Linked DNA regions of Rattus norvegicus: region 2 is linked to region 1. A link is a contact called in public Hi-C data. All regions are on one chromosome and are shown on one strand. Each heading gives the region's core, a stretch centred on a gene start, on an enhancer-like site or on the middle of the called end of the contact. The rest is flanking DNA. Distances are from core to core; before and after follow the strand shown. Region 1 holds the start of Oat (ornithine aminotransferase). Region 2 overlaps LOC102552031 (a long non-coding RNA gene).

Evidence for each region. Hi-C and Micro-C count contacts between places; a contact is called where the count stands out from the background.
Region 2: a Hi-C map of hepatocytes shows a contact between it and region 1, with 1.6 times the contacts expected there. The contact joins the enhancer-like site here to the promoter of Oat in region 1. A contact is called at or near these places in 2 of 12 Hi-C or Micro-C datasets (hepatocytes and kidney) and 1 of 1 datasets of contacts at active chromatin or transcription factors (oligodendrocytes).

Annotation. Positions count from the first base shown.
Region 1 is chr1:196,792,640-196,799,592 of GRCr8, forward strand. Oat (ornithine aminotransferase) reads right to left here and starts at 5,115. Exons shown (of 10, transcript NM_022521.3): 1 at 5,046-5,115.
Region 2 is chr1:197,028,267-197,035,126 of GRCr8, forward strand. It overlaps LOC102552031 (a long non-coding RNA gene), which reads left to right. Exons shown (of 2, transcript XR_350782.5): 2 at 840-1,216. It also overlaps a transcript of Eef1akmt2 not described here. Among named protein-coding and RNA genes, the nearest start is that of Fam53b, 10 kb to the left of the region's middle. Within about 2 kb of position 4,000, at least 55 of the 93 cell types and tissues checked have an H3K27ac peak or open chromatin away from gene starts, as enhancers often do. A contact at or near this core is called in hepatocytes, where this site is marked.

The sequences.
Region 1 (6,953 bases), core at 3,865-6,364:
CAAAGAGCTAATTCATGTTTCAGCAGAATTTTCCAACAAGTCAAACCATGCATGATCTTCACAGTCTTGACTGCGATGCCAGATCAGCCAGGCATGGGACTTGGCTAACTTCTCTTTCAACTTGGCTCTCACTCCACACTCCAATCCAGTGAGGTTCAGGAATCTGCAATCACTAATCAGATCCCACAGCCCTGTCTTGCTTGCCAAAAACTTGCCACTATTCTTCCTTCCCACGGTCCTGACTAGAGTGCAGATTTAAAACTCAAGATCTAGAGACTATCTTGAGGGGGTCCAAATGGTTCCAAAAATAAAAGACACAACTATATACGTCCCTAAGGAAAAGGTCTGTTATTTCCGCAGTATTTTTCTCTCAAACTAACAAAAGCAAAGCGAGAATCGCTAGACTGGAAATGGCAGCTGACAAAAATGTTTAACTGTACTACAAAGAACCAGTTCCCCTCACCACCATTAAGTCTGAGATACCAACTTATCATTTCTTTCTAGGCTGTTTACAAGCTACACAGTCGATCCTATTTGAACCACTGAAAACTTAAACTGGCATTAACTTCTGCCTGGCGAATATGCCTAAAATGTGCTATCTCAGATGCTCCTTAGTGGATGCACCTAGATACATACAAGCGAAACACTCATACGCAAAAAAGCAAATCTTTTAAAGTTAGGTTCAGTTTTTATGTTTTTTATTTATTTATTTATTTATTTATTTATTTATTTATTTATTATATATAAGTACACTATAGCTGTCTTCAGACACACCAGAAGAGGACATTAGATCTCACTACAGATGGTTGTGAGCCACCATGTGATTGCTGGGATTTGAACTCAGGACCTCTGGAAGAGCAGTCAATGCTCTTAACCACTGAGCCATCTCTCTAGCCCTAAACAAATCTTTAAAATAAGTTTCTATTGACATAGCAAGGCGTTTTAGGACATGTCTAACTAAGAAAATAAAATAAGATTTTAAATATATATATATATGTATGTATATATATGTATGCATATGACGTTCAACTACGAAAAAGAGTATTAGGGAAAACTGTTAAGGAAAGAAACAGAAAAGTCACTGTGGCTGTATTTAACTATTCTCTACTTTCTACAATGACCATAAATTGTACTCATGGTCAGAAACACTGAAAATGAACTTGGACCTGGGTCTGAGTTGGTTGACAGAGACCAGACAACAAGCAAAGTCAAATTAAAAGAAAGGACCAGGTAAGCTTTGCGAAAACAATGTGCTGTAAAGAGAAGTGCTGCCAGGAAGTGCAGCCTTGGGTCCCCCAGGTCACCTGCTCATAGGGAAAGGCTCAAACTTTAAAATAAAAGCTACTCTCATACTTCTGCCAACAAAGCCTGCAGCTGTGATTTTTTTTCCCAAGAGACAAAAAAACACTAAAAAAAAAAAAAACAAAAACAAAAAAAACTGGTTATTGAAAAAAATCCTAAAAATGCTTTTAACGGTGTAGTTTTACAGGTTGCAATAAGACAGCAAGTGACTGTAGATGTGGGTTGGGGGGGTTGGGGGGGCTGTAAACCCAGCATTGGGGGGGAGGGTGGGCTGAGACACGAGGGTTTCCAGTCCAAGGCTACATTCAGCTGACTCAAAACAAAATAGACTGCAAAGATTATCTAAACTGGCTTATCTCAATTTACACAGCTAGAATCTATCTATTTATCCCCTCAATTTCATATAGAATGATGATAATCAGTAACATAACAGAACCATTCAAAACCTGAGTAATATTCTCAGGTTCTCTGGATATTTAACCTAACTGGGAAAGGCCACAAGTTTCACAAACCATGACATACCAGAATCCAGTGCACACATTTCTATTAAAGAGCCTCTGTGTTCGAGCTACTGAGCTTGGTACCGTATGAGAAATATTAGAACAAAATTAAAGAGGGCTTTAAAACGGCCACCAACAACCTTCTCTTTCAAAGGAGCTCGGGAAATGGTAGAGGTATTATAGAAAATCCACGGTGTTTCACAATCCAGATTTAAATTCAGTCTGTGGCTCTGCCGAATGTGCCACTCTTCCTGAGCTTTGATGGGGTTGAAGCCATTCACGGTGTCTTGAGGAGTCCATGTTAAAGCCCTGGGTTTAGCACAAAGGAGCTATTCATTGCGTTCTCTTCTGCTCGAAGTTCATAGGAACACTAGCCAAGTTCTACAGCTTAAAAAAAAAAAAAAAAAAAAAAACACTGGCAGGGTTCTTGTTCAAACTGGATTATTTTTCACTAAAACAATAAAAGTGAAGTCCTGGGGGACTAAGGATCAGTTGGTAAGTTCTTGCCTAATATATATGAAGCCTTGGGAACCATCTCCAGCACCAAATAAGCTAGAGAAGCAGAGGCAGAAGGATCAGGAGTACAAAACCATCCTTGGATACACAAGAGGTTAGAGGTTGTCAAGCATGCTGATATCTGCCTTTAATCCCAGCACTCTGAAGGCAAAGTCAGATGGATCTCTAGGGGTTTGAGGCCAACCTGGTCCTACCTAGTGAGTTCCAGCTCAGCTAGGGCTATAAAGTAAGACCTTGCCTTAATATTAAAATAAAATAAACAGCAAGACAAGTTTCAGTCAGACAAGAAAATTACCTACTTACGAGATTACCATTAACTACTGACTTTCTTCTGTGAATAAAGACTATGCACATAATATTTTTTCTACCTTCTCCCTTTGAATTTACCATGCAAGTCCCTTCTAAACACTCTCAGAATGCTGCAGACTTTTATCACAGATCCTAACACTTCAGACACTTGTTTTTAAGCAATCCAGACTGTGAAACTTAAGCTTGTAAAAAGGAGTAATCAACCACATCTCAAAAATCGCCTCCCCTGGGTACCCGCCTTCTGCTGGCACTCTCTTGCCTGGCAAGAGAACAAGATCCTTACTGAACACACAATTCCTGAAAGAGGCGAGGTGGCAACCAGACAAGCCAGGTCATGAGGCCACCTATCCTGCATCAAAGTAACTCCGTTCTGAGAGACTGCCTCTCTGTCCTCCTGTGCAAGCTCATCTTTTCATCAACGGCTCAGAGTTGAGGACAACTCTGTCTGCAAAGTGAGTCTGGGACAGCCGGGGCTACCCAGAGAAACCCTGTCTCAAGAAACCAAAAAAGACAAGTAGATTAGTTAGACAGATGGGTGGATGGATGGATGGATGGATGGATGGATGGATGGATGGATGGATGGATGGGTAGATGGGTAGATGGATGGATGGATGGATGAATGGATGGATGGATGAATGGATGGATGGATGGATGGATGGGCGGGCGGGCAAGTGGGCGGGTGGGCGGGTGGATGGCTGGGTAGATACAATGATGTGTTGTCAAACACATTTTATTATTTATATTTACTATTTATCTACTATTTATATTTAGCAGATATAGGGGCCTAAAAATGAAAAATGACAGGCCAAGCACTTTGAACACCTAATGTTTCATTTCAGGCCACCATTGTTCCTTCCCCATCGGCCCACAGGAATATTTCCACAGTACAGTTCCCATTAAGGGCTGCATTTGGAAGAATTTGTTTAGCCTGCCTTATTAAATAACACTTTCCCAAATTACTCTAAAAGAATCGTCAGTGTAAAGTCATCCAAAAGCCATTGAAAATACTCAGCTTGAGAAGTAAATTTGGTTTGGCTATTGTTAAATATTTACTTTTCTGAGGTAACCATTCACAAATACAGCCCTTATTTTTTTGAAGTTCTGTCAACATAAGCTTTGTTTTATGTAACCAATATTCTGGCTAAAATTCACCTCAAGTGCGTCACTGGCAAACAACTAAAATAACACTACTGGGAAAGGATTGGACCAACTACACCACACCCTCTGCACACCTCCAAATCACTGTCCATTCATTACTATTTTTTGAAGTATAGAGTTTTTGGCTCATCCTCAAGACCTCAGCAAAGTGCATAAAATACATCAATTAACCATAATAAAAGCAGACTATGGAAGGTAAATATATGAGACCGGGGGGAGGGGAGACGCCTTTAAAAATATGTAGTAATTAAAGATTTAGGGGCTGGAAAGATGGCTCAGCAGTTAAGATCACCCACATTCTTCTTGCAGAAGACCAGAGTTTGCAGAAGATCCAACGCCCACATTACCCGTGGCACAACTATCAAGAGTGGCTCTGGGGATACTGGATCCCTCTGGCCTCGGATGGCACATTCATTCATGATCACACACACACAATCTAAAGTACGTTACAGGGCACATAAAATTAATTTACCTACAGACACTGACAATCTGAATGAGAAGAAAATTTAGAGTGGAGAACCGGAGGTTATTCAATTGGAAAAGCCATTTCATTCCAAAATCACTCCTTGTCCCTTAATATATCTTGACACATCTACAAGGTAAATGTACTCCCAGGCATATTGTAGGCCTGAGGCAAGATTTGCTGGCAGCCAGAGCTCCCCACAATTAGGCTGGAATTTACTGAGGTTCAGCATAGCATGCTAGAGGCCTAAGGAGGGGGTCTACGTGCAGAAAGCCCTGTGGGCCAATCCCTAGCCACCATCTCATCATAATGTGCACGTCACTTCCTCAATCCTCTTACTTGGTTTAGGACTGGAGAGAAGTAAGCATTGGGGAGGGATGGGCATGATATGCCACGAGATGTAGAAGCTGCCCAAGGAACTCGGGCTGGGTCCGCATCAGCGCCCCCTCCCGGTGACGTGGTCACAAGTTCACAGCTCTGTCCCCAGGGATCGGGTGCCCAAGGATCGGATCCCCCACAGCCAAGCTGCTCGAGGTGCCCCGCGCTCGCAACGCCGCCTTCTCAAAGCCGAGGCCTCCAAGGCCCTATCCACACAGCCGAGTCTCCCGAGCCGTGCCTGGCAGGCGGCCGTTCCACATCTCCCGCCTCTCGTTCCCCGCCCGTCCTCTAGCCGAACCCGCCCCACCCCGAGCCTGCACCGCGCCCTAGACCCAGAGATCCCAGCATTGCCCCGGTGGAGACTCCGGAACACCGAGAGTCCGGGTAGCTCCGGCCCAGCCCCGGCGCGCACGTAGTACCTGACAGCGTCCGCTAAGCGACACTGACTGTATTTCAGCCACGAAGCCCGATGTGGCAGCCCGGCGCGTCAGGCTGTTTAAGACGACGTGTCTGTCCCGCCCCCGCCCGTTCTCTCAGTTCATTGGCTATGGCGGAGGGCCGCACACCAATCATAAGAGGCTCACCCTCGCCCCACCCACCCGGCCTTGATCCTCCGGGAGCCAAGATCTGCTGCCTTCCCCAAGTGCGCAGTCTGCTTTTGTGCCTGCTGCGCTTGAGCTCTGGCCTGAACTTGGAGCAGTCCGCTTTCTTTTACAGGAAGGGAAACGGGGGCGCGAAGGACTGGTGGCCTCTCACTGCGTTTCTCTAGCCGAGGGACCCTCCAAAGCCTTTCCTGAAAGAGCCTCTTGGGAGCAAATATCATATCTTAAACCCTGAACCCTCACTACCAAAATGGCAAAACAGCTTACTGATGCTTCTAATATCATCTCTGCGGCTGTAAACGCTGCCCAGATGTTAGTAACTGTTGTTATTAGTGGTTGGAAATGACAGCTACACAGTACAGACTTGCCTGCACTTCCTCCACTACCGTGATTAAAACTCAAAACCCGAAAAGGATATTGCAGGATAAACAGAATCAGAAGTCACTTAGGTACCATTTTGTCTATAACACTCATAATAAGTCATAAAACATGCAGAGAATAGAAGAGTTAATCTAGTCCAGTGCCAAAAGCTGCAGGCCACAGAGGACCAGTTATGCACTACCCTATAGTGATGCTTCAGGGTCAGCCAGAAAGATTTCACACTCCAAGTTGGAATGAACATGTGTGGATAAGAAAGTACAAGGATGGAGGGACTGGCACATCAGAGAGAGCCACTCTAAGTATCCAGGGCTAGATGTGGGGTTTCTAGAAGCCAAAAGAGAGAGGAGTTTGAGGAAGGACTACTTGGAGGGAGCTGGGTACTAAGCTTCAAAGTTTCCTCCATGCTTCTCATGGATTGAAGCCACTAAGAGTCCAGAAGCCTAAGGAGTTTGTTAAGGCAGGTGATAGTGGTGGTGGCATACACCTTCAATCCCAGTACTTGGAGGCAGAGGCAGGGAGATCTCTGTGAGTTCCAGGCCAGCCTGGTTTACAGAGGAAGTTCCAGGACAGCCAGAGTTACACAGAGAAACCCTGACTTGGAGGAGGAGGAGGAGGAGGAGGAGGAGGAGGAGGAGGAGGAGGAGGAGGAGGAGGAGGAGGAGGAGGAGGAGGAGGAGGAAGAGGAGGAGGAGGAGGAGGAGGAGGAGGAGGAAGAGGAAGAGGAGGAGGAAGAGGAAGAGGAAGAGGAAGAGGAAGAGGAGGAGGAGGAGGAGGAGGAAGAGGGGAGGAGGAGGAAGAAGTAGTAGTGTAGGCACTTGCCAGGCTCGGTGGATCTAATACAAGTTACAGTCATCTGATAAGAGGAAACCTGAACCAAGCAAACATCCCTATAAGACTAGACTGTGGGGGGCTGGGGATTTAGCTCAGTGGTAGAGCGCTTACCTAGGAAGCGCAAGGCCCTGGGTTCGGTCCCCAGCTCCGAAAAAAAAAAAAAAGAAAAAAAAAAAAAAAAAAAAGACTAGACTGTGGGCAAGAAAGAAAAGACAATTCCCACAGACTAGCCTCCCTAGACTCAGAGCAAGAACAGAAAGAGAAGGAAAAGAAAGCAGGACAGGAAAGAGCTGAGGAAATGGTTCAGCAGGTAAAGTGATTGTTTAGCAAGCATGGAGAGACCAGAGTTCAGATCCCCAGAGCCTACATAACTATGCTGAGTGGGCATAGAGGCCCATCTGGAAACCCAGTGTTCAAGGAGGTAGAGACAAGAAAATTCCTAGAGCTCTGGGTTCAAGTGAGAGGCCCAGACTCAATTAAATAAATACGGAGGAGGAGTCAATCGTGCACCCA
Region 2 (6,860 bases), core at 2,750-5,249, 230 kb after region 1:
AGGACATCTCTATTTTTTTTTTTTTTTTTTTTTTTTGCTTTTTCAGAAAAGCTCAAGTGTTTCCATTCACTTAGGGGTAGGGGAACAACTTTGTCCTTGGCTCCAGCTTCCCAGCACCCCCTCCAAAACACCCTGAAGCCAAATCTCTCCCATTTTATTTGCAAAGCATTAATTTCTGCTCAGAACCTCAGAACATTTTCATAGACAAGAATACAGATTCCCTCTGACCCAGGTTCCTTAAGATTAAGACAGACATCATCAAAACCATAACCCCAAATGTACAAAGGCCAAACCCTCATGCAAAACCACGTGCACTAGAGGTCTGTATTAAGTCAACCCAGTTACCTTCAAAACAATGTTGTTTGGCAAGGAAAATTACTTCACCATATGAAGAACCCTAGGGAATGGAAACTGCTTTTGAATATAGACTTTTCAGTGGCATGGTCATTAATCATGTTAATGTAAACTGTACTAAAACAAAAATTTTCTAAGCAAGTCTCAGGGCACATCAGCATATCTAAGCCTCTGGGTTTGTTTCCAAAGTTCACAATCCCAGTAAGCAATGAAGCTACTGTTAATGGGGTCAGCTATTACTAAGCAGCCTCCAACCCTGGAGAATAATAAAGGTGATTGGAGTGTATAGAAAAAAAATCTTCATAAAGTCAGACAGGAAACAAACAGAAATTAATGAGAGGAGACTATGCGGCACCGATGCGTTTTGGGAAAGGGTGTTCATTGAACAAGTATGAACACCAGCTTCCAAGGGACGATGTTTAAGAAGGAGAGCACTCAGCATTTCTGGCAGTACCCAAGTCCCGGGGCTGTTCTCTGTTTCACAGCGTGAAGGGCAGTGCAGCAGCTGGACGAAGAGAGAAGAGGAGGAACGGAGCCCAGCAGAGCTGAGCAGAGCTGAGCCCAGCCAGATCCAGCCATGTGCTTCGTGTTGGCAACAAACCGGCTCTTTGGAGAGAGGAGGAGTCTGACAAAAAGGACAGCTGCAGCACAGCACAAGCAGAGAGGCAATATGCTTGAGAAAGCCCTGAGATTGGGGTTATCCCCATAAGTTAAAACAAAAAACAAACCACCTTTGGGGTTTGCAGAACTACTTAGTCTATTAACACCCCCTCCCCTCATTGCGGGATCAATTAAACAGTCTGTCCACATCTGGTTTCCATCTAAAACCAAAACTTGTACTATCAGCATATTATATAACAAATTATGCCTGCAGGTTTCTTTTATTACACATCAGAGAGGTGTGCACAGTGGTAGTGGTTGTGCTGACCTGAGTGTTTATTTCAGTGCCCCCCCCCCTTTTCTGGGCACAAACAAGTTTTCCAGACTGTGCATGATTTAACCCTAGAAAGTCTCATGCCTGAATGACACATCAGCTGGGACAGAGGACACAGCCCTCAACCCTCAGTGCCAGCTGAAGAGGAGTGGCTGAGAAGGGTGTGCATTTTAAAGAGTTCTGCAGGTACCAGATTGCTCCACAGTGTCCCCTGCTGACAGTATTTAAACATAGCTCCCTTGTGACGGGGGAGGAGAGCTGGCTTTTGCTGAGCTCCCACCATGGGTCAAACACCAGCTCAAGGAACTCTCTTAAAACAAACCAGTTTCTACAGAACTACAGGATGGGGATGCTAGAGGGTACCAACTAATAAGAGCAAAGGAGAGATTAGGAGTGAGGGACAGAGGAAGAGAGGGAGGGGGAGAGCGGACAGTTGGGGAAGAGAGAGAAGGAAATAGGAGGGAGAGAGGGAGAGAGAGGGAAGGAGAGAGAGGGAGGACGAGAGAGGGAGAGCACAAAGGAGCACCCAGTAAGGGCTTCCTGTAAATTGTCAGTTAAGTGTCTCCTCTATGGGCCCTCAAGTATCTATCTTAAACTTTTTCCATAACATATACCTACTACACTGAAAATAAAGGGGAGATGGGGATTTGAATCTTTATCAATCAAGATAGTGAACTTATCCTGCCTTGAACAACCTTAAGTCCTGTCTGCAGCAACACAGACAGCTTTTCCAGAATGCTTGCTTTGATGTTAAAATCAATGCACATCACACTCTTCTAAGGGGGGTAGGGGGCAGCAAGTCCTTGAGCAGAGCTATTTTGAACGGGTCTCAAGAGCATCATGTTCCCTATGTGGACATTTGGGAGAAAACCATAGGCATTCCCCAAGCCTCTTCTTGACTAGCACAGCATCCAGAAACTGGCTGGCACACCCCTGGGTCTACAACTACAGTCACTAACCTTGTGACTCAAACCTTCTTTCTCTAAAGGGGGCCTATCACCTGGAACAAGTTTTCTGCTAATCTAGCCCACAGCCAAGGGGGGAGGGGGAATCTACAGACCTTCAACTCACCGTCAGAACTGTGACTACGATAAGTCCCTGCTAAGTGGACAAATTAAAATGAAACCAAAACTTGGCCCAGTCAGGATCCTGAGTTTCACGGGTGGGCAAACTCCATTCTTTCCCGGGGCCCCAAGTGAAGTCACATCATTCTAAATGAGAGTCTAGGATTCAGCAAGGAGGGATTCCCACTTTCAGGCAGGCGTGGAGACTGCTGGGAATACATATGCTAGCATGTCATTTGGAGGCCTGCTAATATGTTGAAGGAGCACAAGACATTTGCCTGGCTTCCTGGGCCAATAAACAATGTCATTCCAACTCTTGAAGCAGTCAACAGAAAACAGTCCCTTTTCTTCACCGTCCAATAATTCAACAAACATTTGTTCCTGTTGAACCACCACCAGCCTAGCTCCATCTGCACCAACTCCTGCGAGACAAGTACCGAGGCAGCAGAGGCGGCACAAATGGGGCCAGGACCTGAATGCAACTCAGGACGGGGACCACTTTCCCAACACCAGAGTCCTGATTCTACCGTATGGAAAACTCAGGAGTGTGGCCTATAGGAGGCAGAATCCCATTCACCAAATGCTGCAAAGAGCTTTTCTTTGTTCGCCATGGTACTAAGTACAGTACGTGTTAATGAACCCGGCGGTCAGAAGGAGCAAGCTTGGCATCAGGGGGCGTCCGAAGGGAGGGTCCAGAGCAAGCCTGCCCACGCAATTCCAGGCTCTTGTCCCACACTCCCCAAGCACTGTTCCCTCAGTCTGGGGGTGAAAGAGGAGCTTGTGTATGTGTCGGGGGTGGAGGGGAGTACGGGGGGTATCGAGAAAACATTTGAGCCAACTCGAATCACCCTCTTCGGATTCTTGGGTTTTCAAGTCTCTTTCGTCCCGGTTCCACCAAGAGAAACCCCTAACAGGGAACCTGACTCCCACTGGCTCTCTAATCAAGGATTGGCAGAAAGAAAAAAAATGTGCCTAGGCTAGTATCCTGTGACGGACGGCCCTCTTCGCCATGTGCATAAACCACGCCGGCACAGGCGACCCCCCACTCCTCAAGCCCTGGCCGCGACCACACCGCCTGCTTCCCCTCCCTAGGCAGAGCGCCCTCTCACCCCCATCGACACCGCGCGGGTCAGTCAGCAGCCTTGGAGTCGTCCCTGCGCGCCCGCATCCCAGGGGTGGCGGGTGTAAACTTCCGTGAACAAAAGAGTTGTCTGCAAACGATGCGGAACTTCGGGGCTCAGAGCCTTCGCTGCTGCCACAGCCAGGGCTCGAGTTGAGCCTCAAAGGAGGAGGCTGCCCCGGACGTAGCCGTCTCCACGGCCGTTCGCCGGGCCCGCCGAGCGCAGACTTTTCTGCAGCGCTAGGTTTGCTCTTCCCCCGCCAGCGTGCTGACAAGTCTCACGCCTGCACCGGGGCGAGCAAGAGTCGGCGCCGGCAGAAACCACCCGATCCGCCGCCTAACAAGGAGACAGGGAGAAAGAAAGCCAGCAGCATTAAGGAAAGAGCGAACGCAGCGCACGCGAGCCCAGCTTTCCCCGCCAGCGCCGGGGAGTTCGCACGGATCCCGCTCCGGACCAGCCCCCTGGCGCGGTCGCCCGGCCGGGTCGCTTACTGTGCGCGCCGGACGCGGGCCGTCACTGCTAGCGCTCGCCAAGTCGTCCAGGCTGCCCGCCCGCGTCCGCCGTGCGCACGCTCTCCTGCCGGCGCCGAGCGCTTTGTACCGAGCGACTCCCGGGGAGGAGGAAATAGACTTGTCACTTCCTGAACTGTTTGCAACTCGTCCCTTTAACCGACCTCGGTCAGGCCGCCTGTGCCCGCCGCTGCCGGGCCGCCCGACCGCGGCTGCGTGAACTCGGTGGCGTTGTGCGGGCGGCGTCGCGGCCGGGGCACCCGGCGTGCCGCTACGAGGTGCAGTGCGCGCAGCCGCCGGTGGGCGGGGAGTGGGGGGGGGTCACGGCGCGCCTCCGTCAGGGCTGCCGGGTGTCCAGTGAACCCGCAGGGCGAACCCCTCATGCCGAGAGGCCCAGGGAAGTAGCACCGCACAAGTCAGAATTGAAACTCAGGCCTCGTGGGCTTCGGATAGCCAGCTTCCGGGTTTGGCTTCGCAGTTTAAAACAATCTGCGGCGAACAAGACCGCAAAGAGGGGGCGGACCATGGAGCGGCCACACTTTAGGATAATAAAGCACTGTTTCTGCTCTGGGTGCGATCGAAATTGAGGAATTTGTACTTCAGATGCCACATCCAAAATACATGCAACTGGGGAAGGAAGGATTTGCGGTTGCTAAGCAGAGGCAGGGCATGTTTAGTTCTGTAACTTAGGATGTTGACTTAAGTGCAGGAATGTAACCCTGATAGAATAAGGAGAGTATTTTCATTGTGCAGCTCACCTGGGGGAGGGGACAAGGTTCCTTATGAAATGAAGTCCTAGATTTCTCATCACTCCTTTCCTGCTGATGTGTGTGTTATTAGCCTTTTCCAAAGAGATTTTTTTTTTAAGAGTTCTGGGCTATTTTTTTTTTTTTTGTCCCTATGCCTGTTTTGCGTTCCCCTTTGCCAAAAAAACAAAACACCTCATTACTTTACATGGATTGTGTCTGCACCATTTGAATGGTTCTATTCATAAATCAGGAAACTTTTTCTGTTGCTTCGAGGAACACTTAATTGGTTTTAATCCAATGTTGCAATCCTAGTATCAAACATAAATGAACAATTAACTTTTTGAGTTTGTGTGCACTTGGGAAACTATTTGATTCCATGGATATTGCTGAAATATTTCAGTTTGTCACCACACTGGACCTATTCTTTTCAGAAAAGCATGACCTAACGTATTTCACACTAACTACAGCTCCTTACAGAGGTTCTGCCATAAGATTAAGATGCTCATCAGAAGAAAGGATGTCAGCTCACCTCAGAGAGATGATGTGAACATAATCAAATCACTCTAAGGCCAAGTGTGCTAATACACAGAATATAAAAGATGCTGATATCCATAATACATTACTTCCTTTTAAGAAAATGTTAAGGGCCATTTTTTAAAGGAATAAGACTCACATGTTCTGTCAAAAGAAGGTAGGCACATGAAAAGCAGAGACTACTATAATACACTTAAGGTCATTTCCTGAAAGCCACCTTATCACAGCACAGCTCCACCATCTTAGCCTCCAAGTACTGTAAGAACAGAGTTTAATGCACTAGCTTTTTTATTGGGAGGCCTAGAGTGACTCCTGCTGGCTAACATTCCGTTTATCCCTGCAATTACTAGTTCATCAGGTCAACTTAAAAAAATCAAGATGTCAGGGGTCCTAAGTCTGGAAACAATTATTGCAACCATTATTCTTGTTGCTTTCAGAACCATGTTAGTCTCATGAAATCACAAAGATGGGGGTTATGGGGAGCTCCTTTGCTCTAATGCCTCAGTTTTCAACCCTAAACAGCCTGTTTTTCTGGTTCTTAGCCTTTCTTGACCTTGCCTAGGACTAAAATTCCTGCTTAAGGAGCTGGCTAACCAATGGAGTTGTCTAAATCTGAATCTTCAAGACTAAAAAGGCACACATGTTAAGGCTTATGCCAGTCTTCCATAATGTTATCACATCTTGGCTTCTTACTGCTAAATATGATGAATCTTTATTATAAAAAAGTCCTGTCCCTTAGGCTGCTGTATTAAAGTTTTGTTTAGTTCAGAACAGACACAAACCCTGTCAACTGCATTTAAGATTAGGTAAACAGCAGTAGGAAGAAGAGGAGGAGCTCAACTGCCTACTGTTTGCTTGTGCCTAAATGGTCAACCAAATCAGAACAAGATTTAGAGTACAACCAAACACCTAATTCCAAATTCACAGGTCAATTCAGAAATAAATCCACAAATCTAAAAAACAGCCACCTGTAACTCTACCATTATCCTCAATAAATACTAACCTGATTTAGACTATTCAACACCCCAGGAAGTACAAAATGCAGGGATTACTTAGTTTCTTACTCTAAGACCAATATGGGACACAAGAATAAAACAATACTGGTTCTTTTGGCTTTCCCCCAAAAAGAAGCCTAGCAAATAGCAGGCTGTTTGTTTGTACGGTACGCAGCATGTATACTTCACCGAGTATCACTGTTACAGCTCTCCAATTCCAAGCTTACAGATCTTAAGCAACAGGAGACAATAAGGGTGTATTTTATTAAGAAAGGGTGTAACCAACTATAACTTGTATCAACAAGCTAATGAAGTGTTCACCCAAGCACATCTGTGTAGAGGAGGGTAAAGGTTGCTTTTGATATTCACTAAGGAGTGTCTAAAACAGTTAGTGGGTGTTTTATTCCTATGCCTTTAGAACCAGATCAATGAGATGCTCAAACAACAAAGAGCTAAACTTTAAGGTTTGAGTCAGTGCAAGTAAATGGTCAGTTTCATATCTATCTATACCTATGTCTAAGAGTACACCACTAAAATTCTAAGAGAATAACCATAGGAATTCATTTAGACTAACAAAGTGAACCAGACAAATGTCAGATG